Linked DNA regions of Mus musculus: region 1 is linked to region 2. Evidence: chromatin contacts called from public HiChIP or PLAC-seq data. All regions are on one chromosome and are shown on one strand. The core of a region is the stretch at or near the end of the contact, and the rest is flanking DNA. Distances in the headings are between cores, read along the strand shown. Region 1 holds the start of Usp54 (ubiquitin specific peptidase 54). Region 2 overlaps Cfap70 (cilia and flagella associated protein 70).

The links. HiChIP or PLAC-seq counts read pairs in DNA pulled down with a chosen protein or histone mark.
Region 1: an H3K4me3 HiChIP or PLAC-seq map of bone marrow-derived macrophages shows a contact between it and region 2, with 6 times the contacts expected there. The contact joins the promoter of Usp54 here to the enhancer-like site in region 2. A contact is called at or near these places in 7 of 39 promoter capture datasets (the C10 cell line, cranial neural crest, frontonasal cranial neural crest and 4 more), 1 of 115 datasets of contacts at active chromatin or transcription factors (bone marrow-derived macrophages) and 2 of 9 other capture datasets (adipose tissue and pancreatic islet).

Annotation. Positions count from the first base shown.
Region 1 is chr14:20,615,974-20,619,854 of GRCm38.p6, forward strand. Usp54 (ubiquitin specific peptidase 54) reads right to left here and starts at 2,381. Exons shown (of 21, transcript NM_030180.2): 1 at 2,320-2,381.
Region 2 is chr14:20,421,066-20,424,903 of GRCm38.p6, forward strand. Cfap70 (cilia and flagella associated protein 70) reads right to left here. Exons shown (of 29, transcript NM_029698.1): 13 at 3,308-3,399; 14 at 10-70. Among named protein-coding and RNA genes, the nearest start is that of Cfap70, 29 kb to the right of the region's middle. Within about 2 kb of position 1,381, at least 8 of the 459 cell types and tissues checked have an H3K27ac peak or open chromatin away from gene starts, as enhancers often do. A contact at or near this core is called in bone marrow-derived macrophages, where this site is marked.

The sequences.
Region 1 (3,881 bases), core at 1,131-3,630, 200 kb after region 2:
GCCAGGGCTCCACAGAGAAACCCTATGTGTGTGTTTGACAAAATCTTTTAAAACACACAAAACTTCTTCCTGTTTAGAGATAACTCAGTGACAGATATGACCAATCAACTCTTTAGCTCTTCCCCAAGACTCCAACCTAAATCATATCACACTTCAATTTCATCTTATGTTTCCAACAAGTCTATGAAGGAAAGATATTCTGGCCAGTTAGACAAATACAATGTTCTTTCCTAACCACACTGCCAATAGTAGCAAACTAGTGGTAGGGTGAGAAAAGAAAGTTTCAGGCAATTTATTTGGCCCCTGGAAAGAAAAAAAAAAAAAAAAAAACGAAAAGAAAAGAAAAGAAACCCTATATAACCTTCTTGTTAAATCACTAAGAACCAAAGATGTTTTTTCCTTCCTAATTTTTTAAATCACTAAGGAATGCTTTTATAATTTAGATACTTGATTACAACTATGAATTATTTTACAATCATTATAAACACATTAGTACCTGGGCTATTTTGCACAATTATGAAAATACATTGACAGTAACACTAAGAGGAAAATTGCAGAGGAAGCCAATGATAACAGCATCTTGACTCATTTCTGTCAGGAGAACACTGGCACAGAATGGTACGAGCAACTCCAGTGTGAGAAAGCAAGCACGTGACTGGGAAGGGAGGTGACAGAGAGTACAAAGCAAGGAATCAGAAAGAACACAAACAAAGCTCTCTTCAGTGAGAGCAGTAAAAACCAGGAGGTACTGAAATCTATCCTAAAAGTCTTTCATATTCTCAAAAGCTACTGAACTCCAGCCTTTGAGTCAGTTCAAATGTTAACCCTACCACTTACAAGGGAGTGGGGGTGGCCTTCCATACTGCTCTTTCACTGGAAACTTGTAATAATGGTAGCAACTACTCAAATGAACATTACTGGACACACAGCATGTCCTTAGCTCTTTTTTTTTATTAGATATTTTCTTTATATACATTTCAAATGCTATCCCGAAAGTTCCCTATACCCTTCCCCCACCCTGCTCCCCTAGCCTCCCCCACCCCCACTCCCGCTTCTCGGCCCTGGCGTTCCCCTGTGCTGGGGCATATAAAGTTTGCAATATCAAGGGGCCTATCTTCCCAATGATGGCTAACTAGGCCATCTTCTGCTACATATGCAGCTGGAGACAAGAGCTCTGGGGGTACTGGTTAGTTCAGTGTTGTTCCACCTATTGGGTTGCAGACCCCTTCAGCTCCTTGGGTGTCCTTAGCTCTTAAAAGGTGGGAGTCATTCTCATACTGCAAGGGTCTGAAGAGGACAGGGAGAAGTTCTACCTATGCATGATAAGGAAAAATACTATCTACTTGTCAGGGTTGTAGTGAAAATTAGAAATATATGTGTAGCATTTAGCATAGAACCTAGGAGATCAAGAAATTATTATTGTACAAGCACAACCTCCACTTATAAAGCAGATTCAACTAAACAGCAATAAAATCTCAGTAAATTTTCCTCATATTGTTAGTAGCAGTTCTACAGAACCCAAAGCTTTTAAAAAATGTGAGTGCAAGCGCACACACACACACATGCATGCACCCCACTATTTCTTAGATGAAGGTCAAAATATACAATCCAAGAAAATAATAGCATTATGAAATACTGTTCAAATGGCATTGGAATAACCTGAGCATCAAATATAAAACATTTTATTTTCAAAGGATCAAAATACCTCATACCAGAAGGGAAAAGGTCTAATGACCAAATCTAACTTCCTAAAGTACTCTCTAGAAGCAAGCATCTGCCACTCTGAAATACTCAGCAAACCACTTCCCAGAATGAAAACATACTGTCAAAATCTAAATGAATTTTACCAAGAACATTCTGGTGATGGAAAAGGACATCACTCTGCGTCTGAAAGTAATGTTACTGCACAGGTTAGCCAAAAAACAGGACCTCTGTTACTTCCTTAGCCCATATATTGAGTTTGAAAAATAAATACAAAGAATACAACCTTCTAACAAATAACTTGTTTTAAGGAAATTCAAAACACTAAACCTACAACTCTTTTCTTTAAACTTGTAAATCTCCCCTTTAATTCTAACAAGTTCATATATACAATATATGTTAGAGGAAGAAAATAAAATTCACAAATTTAACATCTGGTTGGAGAAAGAAAAAAAAAAAAGACAACATAAAAAAATCTCCTGAAAATTGAGTTCAAAACTCAATTTCAAAGTAAGCTATTAGAGGGGTGAGGGTGGGGTGGGCTGGAATAACTTCACAAACACTACTCAGTCATGGTATCCTCCCTCTACACAGTTTTAATACAACTACAATGCTTACCAGACAACCCATTCGAGCTCAGGAAAAAACTGCAAGCACTCACAAGGGCATCTGTGGGGCAGTGACACAGACCGGAACAGAGGCTAGGGTACAGAGGGAGGAGACAAGCGCAAGGAGCAACAGTGGGAAACTGTTCATCTAACCACAAAGGCACACAACAGGATGTCAGGGATAAAACAATTTTTTTGCCAACTACCAGGAACAATTCATTGAGAAGCTAAAACTGAAGGAACTAACCAGAACTCTGGGAAAGACTTATGACGAACGTCACAGGAGGTTTACAACAACTATATGAGAGGCTGCTTCATCCAGAGGCACTCCTGAAGGCAAGGTCATCGGAAAGTAAGGTTTGCAGGGTGGCAGCTGCTTCCAAAGGGCTGGTCCTAAAAGAACTCTTTGTGTGGTGTCTGTGAGAAGACACCTTTGCAGTGCCCTAGAGAACCACCAAAAACAATGCTGTCTGAGTCAATTCAAAGTCCCAAGACTATCTGCAGTGAAACCATTGTAATGGGCAAAAGTCTTCCGTCTTAAACACTAAAATGGGCCATGCTATTAAAGAAATTAGGAAACTGTATGAATAGAAATTATGTAAACCAAGCTGCTGGGGTTGCCAGTCGATTTAAAACAAGAACTGACTCTAAAGGTTCTTCCAGCCAAGATCTCCACACCTCTTTAGGGAGCTGCAGTTGGATCCCACCCTAAAACATGTGATCAGTCAAACAGAACTTGCATTTGCAGGCAGGGCATAAAGGCCAAGAAGACCAACACACATGTATCTGTGTATCACTCTGCTTATTAAACAGCTTTATTGAAATGAGTTGTTTTATAAGCATACTGAGGAAAAAACTCATCAGCAAAATTCTTGCCATTTATGAAAGTTGGCTTTATTTCTAAACCTTGAGAGAAAATCCTTGGTCACTAAAAAAAGATTTAATTAAAGTTTATTGGTGAAATTAAACAACCATGGACACTGTCCAAAACTAATTAAGCTTACATTTTAACAATATGCTTAAAAGTAAAGCAGTCCTTTGGCAGCAAAGCAAGTGCCAAGTTTAAAAGAAGAAAGCTATTGGTTCTCTTGCTCACTATCAGTATTCCAACCAAGTCTTCTAATACATAGTGCCAAGGCACAGAAGTGCCACACCAAGGCAAAAGCACAGACTTCTACTGATCAGTACTAAATGGAAAGAAAGATGCCCAAATTGTACTTGGTCTTTTCTCTATGAGAAAATATTTAACAAAGCAAATTGAGAAAAAATTACTTTGGCTCACAGCAGGAAAGGCTTAGCGGAAGAAGCCCGGACAACTGGTCACCCTGCAGTGGTAGTCAAGAAGCAGAGAACGAGCAACTCGGGCTGGCCTTCCTCATACTTTTTCAAGTCAATCCAGGCTCCCAAGCCGTAGTGCTACTCACATTCAGAGTGGTACTGCCTTTTAGACCTTTCTGAAAACAGTCATAGACATACCTTTAGGTATGCAATTTCAATGGTAATTCTAAATCCAGACAGGTTGACAATTAAGATAAAATATTAGAGGTTGGAGAGATGGCTCAGTGGTTAAGA
Region 2 (3,838 bases), core at 131-2,630:
AACACCTGCCTTCTGAGCGCCCCCTGTCCGGCGAGTGAGAGGTGGCCTCGGGGGTATCATTTCCTTGACCCTGTATCAGGAAAAGGAACAAACACAACAAAAGCTCGATTATCTGCAGGCCTGTGTTCTTTCCTATCTCCCCAGAGTCTGTGTGGGGGAGATCTGAGGTCTATCTCCCTACTGCATTGGAGGATTTGAGTTTTCTCACATAAAACCCTAGATCTGAACCCTAGGACAGTATATGAGACGGTACTGATTTGGGACTGGTTTTATGCTCACACTTTTTTTTTTTTAAAGTATTGGTTCTGGACTAATGGTTAGAAAATAATGGGTATCCCTCTGTGTGTTTCTGAAGTCCACAGACTTGGAAAATGAAGCTTCCTTTCCACCTAGGATGAAACATGGTTTTGTTTTTGTTTGTTTTGTTTTTAAGATTTATTTATTTTTATTTATATGAGTACACATTAGCTGAGGGAATCAGATCCCATTACAGATGGTTGTGAGCCATCATGTGGTTGCTGGGAATTGAACTCAGGACCTCTGGAAGAGCAGCCAGTGCTCTTAGTCATTTAGCCATCTCTCCAGCCTCATCTCTCTATAGCTTTTCTCTATGAAGCAACACGTGCCAAGATCCTTACCTTTTCTTTCTAGGGAATCTTAAATGAATCTACAAGGAGGACCAGGCATGGTGCTGTGCACTGTGACCCTGCACTTGGAAGATGGAAGCAGGAGAACCAGGAGTTTAAGGTTAGCTTCATCTATATGGCAAGTTTGAGTCAGTCTGGGCTTCTCCAGCCCTCGTCTCAAAAAACAGACAAAGCAGAAGAAAACAGAAGAAAGAACCCTTCTTCTGTCTCCAAGGGATGAGTCCAGCAGCTCCCGTCCCTTAGATTCAGATTCCTATCCAAAAGTACTCTACAGCCTTGAGATCCTCAATTGGGCAAGTTTAACTTTCCTTTGATAGGACCTAAATAATTGTATAGGACTGTTAATGATTAGTAACTCTAATCTTATTTATCTTAATAGACAATAGTAAAGATGTTACAGACTTGGAATGATGTGTAGCTAAGAATCGCCTTCTAACTTTGTTAGCCTCCTACCATCCTCTCTGAAAATAATATTATTAATTTTTTCAAAATATACAGTGAGTTCCTACTGTCTATCGAGAGCTTTTCTAGGCCTGGGAATGGAGCTAAATAAACAACACAAGACTCTTGCCTTCATGGGGTTTACATTCTGGTAGGGAAAGAAAACTATTAACGTAAATATGGTAGTAGCATGTGCCCGAGGAAATGATGTGGGGAGGCAGAGCTGTGTTGGAGCTCAGGCCTCACCGGGGAAGGCTTCACTGAGGGTATCTGGGCAAAGGCCCAAGGGAAGAGAAGGGGAAGTCACGTGATGTCCAAGAGAGGGCTATTTCAGGCAAAGCAGCAGCTAGCGTAAAGCTTGCTGCAGATGCGAGCTTAGTATTTGGCAAATGCCTTTAATCCCAGCACTCAGGAGGCACAGACAGGTCGATCTCTGTGAGTTCAAGGCCAGCCTGGCCTACATAGTGAGACTCTGTCTCAAAAACAAAACAAACTATCCAAATTAATAAAATCAGAAATGAAAAGGGAGACATAACAATGAAATATATCATAGAAAAATTATTCTGTTTGTTGAATGTTAACAGTTGAGTATTCTAAAATTATGTTCTACCAAAAAAAAGCAAAACAAACAAGAATAACAAAAAATGAGTTTTACATGTGAGGAAAAGCAAAGATCTTAGTATGGTTGGACTGAAGGGTGGAGGGCAAAGCGGACACTGAAGTGCAGGCCACTGTGGGCCTTCGTAAGGACCTTACTCAGGGTGTGATGAAGTTCCACTGGTAGTTTCAGAGCAGAGGGATCTTATGGGCTGACCTTCATTCTAATGTAACCATATTATAGTGCTCAATTAATGAGCTGGGGACACGGTTCAATGGCGAAGAGCGTTTACTGTGCAAGCCAGAAGACCCGAGTTTGAATCCCATCTCATATGCAGAAGCACCACCATACAAAAGCCAGGTGTCAGGACGTGACTCACCTGTGGGCGGAGGGGTGGGCATGGGAGCAGTTTAGTTAAAATGTGAAGTTCCATGTTGAGTGAAAAAAAATCCATCTCAAAAACACTAAGGTGAGTCATGGAGATGACTCGGGGATAAAGGCATTTGCAGTGCAAACTTGAAACCTAAGTTCCATCCCTAGGCCTATGTAAAGGGGGAACGAGGATGCCAACTCTACGGAGTTGTAATCTGATCACACATGCAACATGGAGTGTACACACACTACCACCACCACAATAACAATTAAAACTTAAAAAAAAAAATAAGGTGAGAGTGATTGAAGAAGGCTGCCCTCTGGCCTCCACACATGTACATGAGTAAGTACACATACACACACATGTGCATACAGACATGTACAGCACAAACACACAGCACACACATGAATGAGTATGCCCATACACACATGTACATATATTAGTTTACAATGCAAACACACACACACACACACACACACATGCATACAGGCAAAATACTCATAAAATGAAATTGCTGGGCAGTGGTGGTGCACACCTTTAATCCCAGGACTCAGGAGGCAGGAGAGGTGTATCTCTATGAGTTTGAAGCCAGTTTGGTCTATAGAGTGAGTTTCAGGACAGCCAGGCACACACACACACACACACACACACACACACACACACACACAACCCTTATCTTGAAAACCCAAACAAATAAACAGACAAACAAAATTAAAAACAAACAAACAAAAAAAAGACAAACCTTTAGCAAGGCCTACTAAGAAAATAAATAAATACAGAGATTTTAAAAAAAGATATGAGAACACTTTGGAACATTATATACCAACAAATTTAAATTGCTGCTGAAATAGTAACATATAAACAAAGTGATAGTGCAGTAAACACAGTTTTCAAGAACTTCATGTGTGGATATGTGATGCGTGTGTATAAGCGTGTCATCTCCATGTGTGGATATGTGATGCATGCGCATGAACGTGTCATCTATGGCCTTAAAGCAACTCCCAGACAGACAGCACGGTGTGAAAATACTTCCAGACAGTGGGAATTTGCCTGTTTTATACTTTCTTGCTCATGTCAAAAAAATGTAATGATATTCCCAATGAAGAAACAATAGCGGAGTGAACTCCATCTGTAACAGAGACAACAACACTGTTGCTTAGGACAGGGAAAATTACATTATGGGGAAAAAATGAGTGGCCTCTTCTTCATTTCTAAACTGTACCAAACAGGAGAATAAGCGCCCTGCACCTTCTGGCCAGTTCCTCTGGCATCCGCTTTGGAACCAGGGCTTTTTCCAGCTGGATCTCCAGGACAATGTATGTTCCCGCTTCTATGTATTGCTGCAAAGACATGATTACTAGTTAATCTCATAAAAAGGCAGCAATGACATATTTTTAGTAACATCAGATATTACTTACAATACACTGAGTAAAAGTATGTGTATGAAACTGTGGTTCAAATATTTTACATGGGACAATAATTTGAAAGGAATGTAGCAATAGTGGTTAGCTCATTGAAGAAAGCGTTTTCATGGCTGTTCTTGGAAATTTCTACTCTACTGACTCCCATTGAACATACTTTTTAAAAATTTTTTACTTATTTTCTTTTTTGAGACAAGGTTTTATTATGTAGCCTTGCTTGGCCTGGCACTCTCTGTGTGAACCAGGCCTTGAACTCACAGAGATCCTCTTGCCTCCTCAGGGCACACCACCATGCCTGGTAAACTCATTCATACTTCTATTGGAGCTATTTTAAATGCATGTCACTCTTTCCTCTTTC